Linked DNA regions of Zea mays: region 2 is linked to region 1. A link is a contact called in public Hi-C data. All regions are on one chromosome and are shown on one strand. Each heading gives the region's core, a stretch centred on a gene start, on an enhancer-like site or on the middle of the called end of the contact. The rest is flanking DNA. Distances are from core to core; before and after follow the strand shown.

What was found. Hi-C and Micro-C count contacts between places; a contact is called where the count stands out from the background.
Region 2: a Hi-C map of tassel shows a contact between it and region 1, with 3 times the contacts expected there. The contact joins two enhancer-like sites. A contact is called at or near these places in 3 of 25 Hi-C or Micro-C datasets (ear, tassel and an unstated tissue).

Annotation. Positions count from the first base shown.
Region 1 is chr5:180,546,894-180,549,828 of Zm-B73-REFERENCE-NAM-5.0, reverse strand. LOC541764 (MADS2) reads right to left here. Exons shown (of 8, transcript NM_001111456.2): 4 at 2,892-2,935; 5 at 2,769-2,810; 6 at 2,601-2,684; 7 at 2,369-2,523; 8 at 2,041-2,286. The coding sequence ends at 2,268. It also overlaps LOC100272568. Among protein-coding and RNA genes, the nearest start is that of LOC541764, 11 kb to the right of the region's middle. Within about 2 kb of position 1,573, at least 2 of the 20 cell types and tissues checked have an H3K27ac peak or open chromatin away from gene starts, as enhancers often do.
Region 2 is chr5:180,915,221-180,918,155 of Zm-B73-REFERENCE-NAM-5.0, reverse strand. No RefSeq gene overlaps it. Among protein-coding and RNA genes, the nearest start is that of LOC100276884, 67 kb to the left of the region's middle. Within about 2 kb of position 1,410, at least 18 of the 20 cell types and tissues checked have an H3K27ac peak or open chromatin away from gene starts, as enhancers often do.

The sequences.
Region 1 (2,935 bases), core at 324-2,823:
CCACGCGTGCGGCTGGCCCACTGTGGCGGCGGCGTGGCTTGCCTGTGCTTGCCTAGGTCGGGGGCGTTGGCCGTCGCCAGATCTGCAGCTGTCAGCGGCGCCTTCTGCAGGGGCGGCTTGCTTCGTGTGTTGGGGCGTGTGGTGGGAGGGCCTCTGGCGAAAGCCATGCCCGCTTGCGGGCGGACAGCGGTGACGCCCGCGGGCGCCACCCCTACCCTATTGAGGGTGCCGTCTTTGGACCTCTCGCCACCATGTGGCAACCCTCGCCTCAGCCTTCTTGGGGTCTCCCGCTGGTGCTCGTCCGACGTTGGGGCTCTGAGGGTTGGGGCTGCTGGGTTGGTGCGTCGACGGACGACAGTAGGTCTTCGGAGGAAACTTTGCTTGGTTGGTACCAGGCGGGCGGCGACGACTTTTCGACGTCGTTTCTCCTTCTTGAAGGCGCGGCCCAGAAGACCTCTAGTTTGTGTGTTCGTTGGCGTTGTGAAGGCTCTTTGTCACTCCGCTTGGCTCGGTGGTGTCGAGGCCATTGTCGCTTTAGGCGGCTGCTTGCCCCCGGAGTTCGGCGTTGTGGATCTTTGCTCATGGTGAAGAATCGGAGCTGCCTCGTGTGGAGTGTGCGAGGCTTGGCAACGATGGAGCGCCGTGATCTTATTCCTTGCGTCGGTGTCTGGATTTAGGCGTCGTCGAGTTGCTTTGCCAGTGTGCGGCTCGTCTTGGGAAGTCGGAGCTGCTCGTCCCTTGTGTTTGAGCTTGGCAACGATGACTCTAGATGTGTTTGTGTGTGTGAGGCTGTCGTTGTCTAGGTGGTTTGTTAGGGCCTTCGCCGGTTTTTCTACCGTGCGTCCTGTGTAGGTTTTGGGTCCGGTTTTCCTTAAAACTGGATCAATTCTATTCTTCTTAATTGAGAGGCAGAGCTCCTGCCATTATGTTCAAAAAAAAAGGCAACTAGAGCCAGACCTGCTCCACGAAACATACAGACGGCTGCATCTTATATAAGATGGGAAGAGTCCTTGTTGTGGCTTACAAGTTACAATCATCTCTATGGCTTAACCACGAAGTGTACACAACTCTAACGAACTCAATCTAGACTAGAACTGCCAGACCTTGCATCTTTATGCAAAAGTATAGGCTGGTTCAGTTTACAACAAACACACACGCAACCCTAGCAACTCCACAATGCCGGTAAGTTGAGATTGTGCCTGAAGTTTCCAACTGCCGAGTAGACACTCTTTGGTGAATGCATCCTCTATCTGATCCTCTGAACTAATCAAGACATATCCAACAACTTTTGTGCCACCCTTTCATGAACGAAATGAAATTCTTTCTCAATATGTTTAGGCTGATCATGGAAGATAGGATTTGACAACAAATACTTAGCCCCCAGGTTATCGCTTACTGGATGAGCCATCTGTGGATGTTGTATGCCCAACTCAGTAAACAATTTCTGTACCCACATGATCTTGGCGATGGCATTGGTTAGAACTTTGTATTCCACTTCCGTGCTGGACCTGAACACAGTAGCTTGCTTCCTAGCACTTGATCAGATTCAATGTCTCATGCACCTGCACCTGCAATGTCACGATCCTGATGGCTGCCTGTGGAATGACGCCCAGCCCTTTCGACGGTAGCTTCCTTTAGCCCTGATTTGTATAAACCTGCCTAATACTTCAAATAAACACAGGCTTGAGAGTATTTTACATGGGTATAATATTATTTTTCCTGTCGAATCAGGCTGTGCTTTGGCTTTCCCATATGGCCCAACAAATGACCAATACATCTAACTGCATCTTCATATTATATCTGTATCCTACTAAACCCTTGATAACGCTTGAGAGCAATATAAAACTCAACTGAGTGGAAACTAGACTCTGTTTGTACTCCTAGATCGCATCATTGTCCCCTATCAAACCTTTTAGAAACACGTCAAGATGTTCGACAGGGCTGTCTGTCTTCTTTTCTGTTTTCGTAATGCTAGTACACATGGTCAGATATTTATACAAGCCTAACAAGTGTAGTAGCAACATCTGCACCATTTTGAAGTTTTAATAAACGTTTCACATGAGAAAAGTCTCATCAAACATCAAATGCAACTAGAAAGCAATCATCCTCTGAATTCCACGACCCCATTCCGGTCTGAAAATTATTTGCATTACATTTATAAGTTCATATCTCAAATCTCCCTGCCACAAATATGTCTTTCTCTGAGTATCATCTCTTCACAATAAATAGTTTCCTTCAGCATCATAAGACGGCAGTTTTACTCTTCTTCATGGAATTAATTGCAATCTGCATGTGTTTAGCAACTCATTATAGCACTGGTCAACACTAGTTAACCAATTGAAATATATAGAGAGAATAAATGTTATACCCTAGCTTAGGAGCAGTAGATGGCTCAATGTTATTTTGCTGTGGCAGTGTGCTGAGTTCAAGTTGCACAGGAACATCTCTGGTTTCTACTACTGCAAAGTTGAATGGAGTCGGTGACTCCCGATTAACTCCACTTGGTCCTTCAGTCTCATATATCTGAGAACAATTAATATCATGTCATATGTGTGGTTAGGCAGTTACTTAGTGGTATTTTTGTTCAATTCATCAGCTACCTTTTTATGTAACTCATCATTTTCTTGGCGAATCAGGTTGATCTTATTGTACAAGTCTGTATTTTCTTGGTGAAATAAACTTGCCTGTGACCAACAAAGTGGTTAGTCAGTGCTACTAAATCAAATAAAACACATAACACAGAACTATAAATTCACCATATTACAGACCTTTCGATTCAAATCGTGAATCTCATCTATCAAGAGATGGTCCTGTTAAGAGCATCAACAGTAGTAACGATCTTTAGTAATTTATTAAACAATTGATTATAGAAATTTGATTAAGAATCAAACCTTCTTTGCGCGGACACCACGCAGGCTTGTTTCCAATTGATTCT
Region 2 (2,935 bases), core at 161-2,660, 370 kb before region 1:
TAAGATATAAAAAGGTCTAAGTATGAATTAAAGTAAAATGACAAAAAAAACGTGTTTATATTTACTGTAATTTAATTAAGATATTAAGGGCCTGTTTGTTTTAGCTTATAGATTATATAATCTGGATTATAATCTACATGTAGTTGTTTGGTAGTCTAGATTATACAAATGTAGATTAATAATAAAGACAACAGTATCCTTGTTTCTTTATTTGAGGTGAGGAAACAAGGATGATATATATTGTAATTTCTATTTACATAATAATGAGTAGTGGGTCTTTTGCCAAAATAATCTCAAATAAGCTACTATTGAGGAGATTATGAAATTATCATAATCTGGACTTTAGATTATATAATCTGAATCTATAATCTAGATGTTTGTTTACCTGCTGGATTATTTACGCTGAATTATATAATCTAGAGAGATTATAATCTGAAACAAACATAGCCTGATTATAAAAATATGTTTCCATATTATATGCATTTGAGATATAAATATTAATGATATTTCTGTAAACCTATTTAAATTATTTTATAACTCAATACAAATCTAGAACTGTATTGTGTTGAATTATAGAAATAAAAGAAAAGAAATAAGAAAGAGAAAAACATATAAACACGGGAAACGGGACCACGGGAGACAGGGGGGAGCGGGCGAGAGCAGGGAAGGGGAAGAAGCAAGCGAGGCGGGAGCAGAGCATAGCTTGATAATCTCATTATCGGGCATCGCCTAACCGCCTGAGAAATCAGTCTCCACTCTCTCGCCCCCAAAATTCCCTAGGGATTCACCGATAGCCTCGGTGTCGCCCCGTATTTGCACCACTCGCACGCGGCGGGGAGCATTGCTATTTCCTCTCCTCTCTGTTTTCTCACCTATTAGTATCACCTGGTGTGATTACCATGTCTCTGCTTAATGCCACCGCCTCCGCCATCGAAACCCTAGGCCGCTGGACTCGAAGCTCCCATCGGCGGGGGAGGGGGAGTATGCAGCTGCGGATCTCGCCCAACATGTGCAGCATCACCATCTTCAGCAGCAATGGCGTCGTCGACTCCATGAAGGTGCGTGTCGCGGGGCGAGGACGTTGAACGCGCATTGGCGTCGTCGACTCCATGAAGGTGTTGTTCAGGGCTCGCGGGATTGGGGTCATGGAGCATTGTTGCGTTGGCGATGGATGAATGATGATGAGGGATGATCCACAAAACAAAGACCGTTGGATGTGATTGAGGAAGAAGATGACTGGAGTTAATTTGTTGTGTGATCTTAGTATTGTTTTAAGTGGTGGATATATAGAGCTGATGCTTTGTGGACTTGTTGCTTAAATTTAGCCCACCACATGAAAACATGGCCCATGAAACGCTCCACAAAAGGCTCAATAATGGGTATAAACAGAACCGAGGTTCCTGCGCGAGCCCATGCAGCTAAGCTGGCGAGTGCTGCCAGTCATGCGGCACAGTATCACTACGCGTCTACGCCTCCGCCACAGTCGCTAGCAATACCAATACGAGTACCACACTGCCCAGAGAGCAAGGACTATCTGATCATATAAAGATTATTCTGAGAGCATCGATGTGTAACAAGCTGTGACGAAAAGCAGCAGCACTGGTGGGTCCAGTGCAGTCTTCTGAAACCTTTGAACGACATACGCCTATCTGAGCTTGTTCCTATTTTTTTGCTAACTCAATTTCAAAGTTGATTCAGCGAATTTCAATTAATTTTTCCGATACTTTATGAGTTAAAGATGAGACCTTGTCTCAACTGTGTTGCGAGATCTGTCTAATCATAAAAGACATACTCTATTTATCAGCATTATTGAATGAGATTAAAGCATAAGACTTAAGAAATAAGTAGTTCATAATTCTATCTTGTACCCTATTTTTTTTATATAATTAAAGTATGACTTGTTTTCACTAAATTTGGCGAAAGTTGTTGTACATTTTATTTTGGCCAACGCAAATTTTATTAAATTAGTTTAACAAAGCTTGTTTTCAGAAACTCGTATGCCTCATTTTTTTACCATTCTGGCTAATACTGATTGATGAATATTTGACTATAACCACATCAAGACAAAAGTACAATCTAGCTAAGGACTAAGATGTTCCAAGAAAGAAGAGTGAATTAGATTAATCCAAAAATTCTCTCATAATAATTAAATCCTACCAAATAGGTCACTGTTAGAGAGAAGACTAAACTAGACCACGATCATAAACCCCTTGGACCTTTGGTGGACGTGGGGCAAGCAGGACTGACTGTGACATCTAATTAAAACAAGAGCGAATGTTGTGGTATCGGTATGTATCGCTCCACGCCCAGCCTATCAACCATCCCTCGTTGCGCTATCACTGCACTACCATGTCATCTTCTTAAGGAAAACTCTCCGTTCGCTAGCTACCTCAATGTAGTGTCGAGTTGAACTGATGCTTTTGTGGACTCGTTGCTTCAACTTAGCCCGCCAAATGAAACACATGGCCCATGAAACGTTCCACAAAAGGCTTATTATGGGCAGAAACACAACTGAGCCCATGCGGCTAAGCTGATGACATAGTATCACTCCACCACAGTCGCTACTAATACCAGTAGTCCAGTACCACACTGCCCAGACAGCAAGACCTATCTAAGCATATAAAAATTACTGCGAAGATTTTAGACAAGTTGTTACAGGCTGTGATGAAAAGCATCAGTACTGGTGGTCCGGTACAACGTTCTGATCCTTTGATGAAATTAGCAACTTCGGAGCTTGTTTTGTGTTTTGATCCACGGTGGTATACATAGTTTATTAAATATTGTTCTAATTTAACTATAAATAAATTATTTTGCTTGTTTTGTTTTTTGATCCACGGTGGTATACATAGTTTAATAAATACTGCTCTATTTTAACTAATAAATTATTTTGACTTTTTGCATACATCAACTTTATCATTATATATTTATGTAAAAC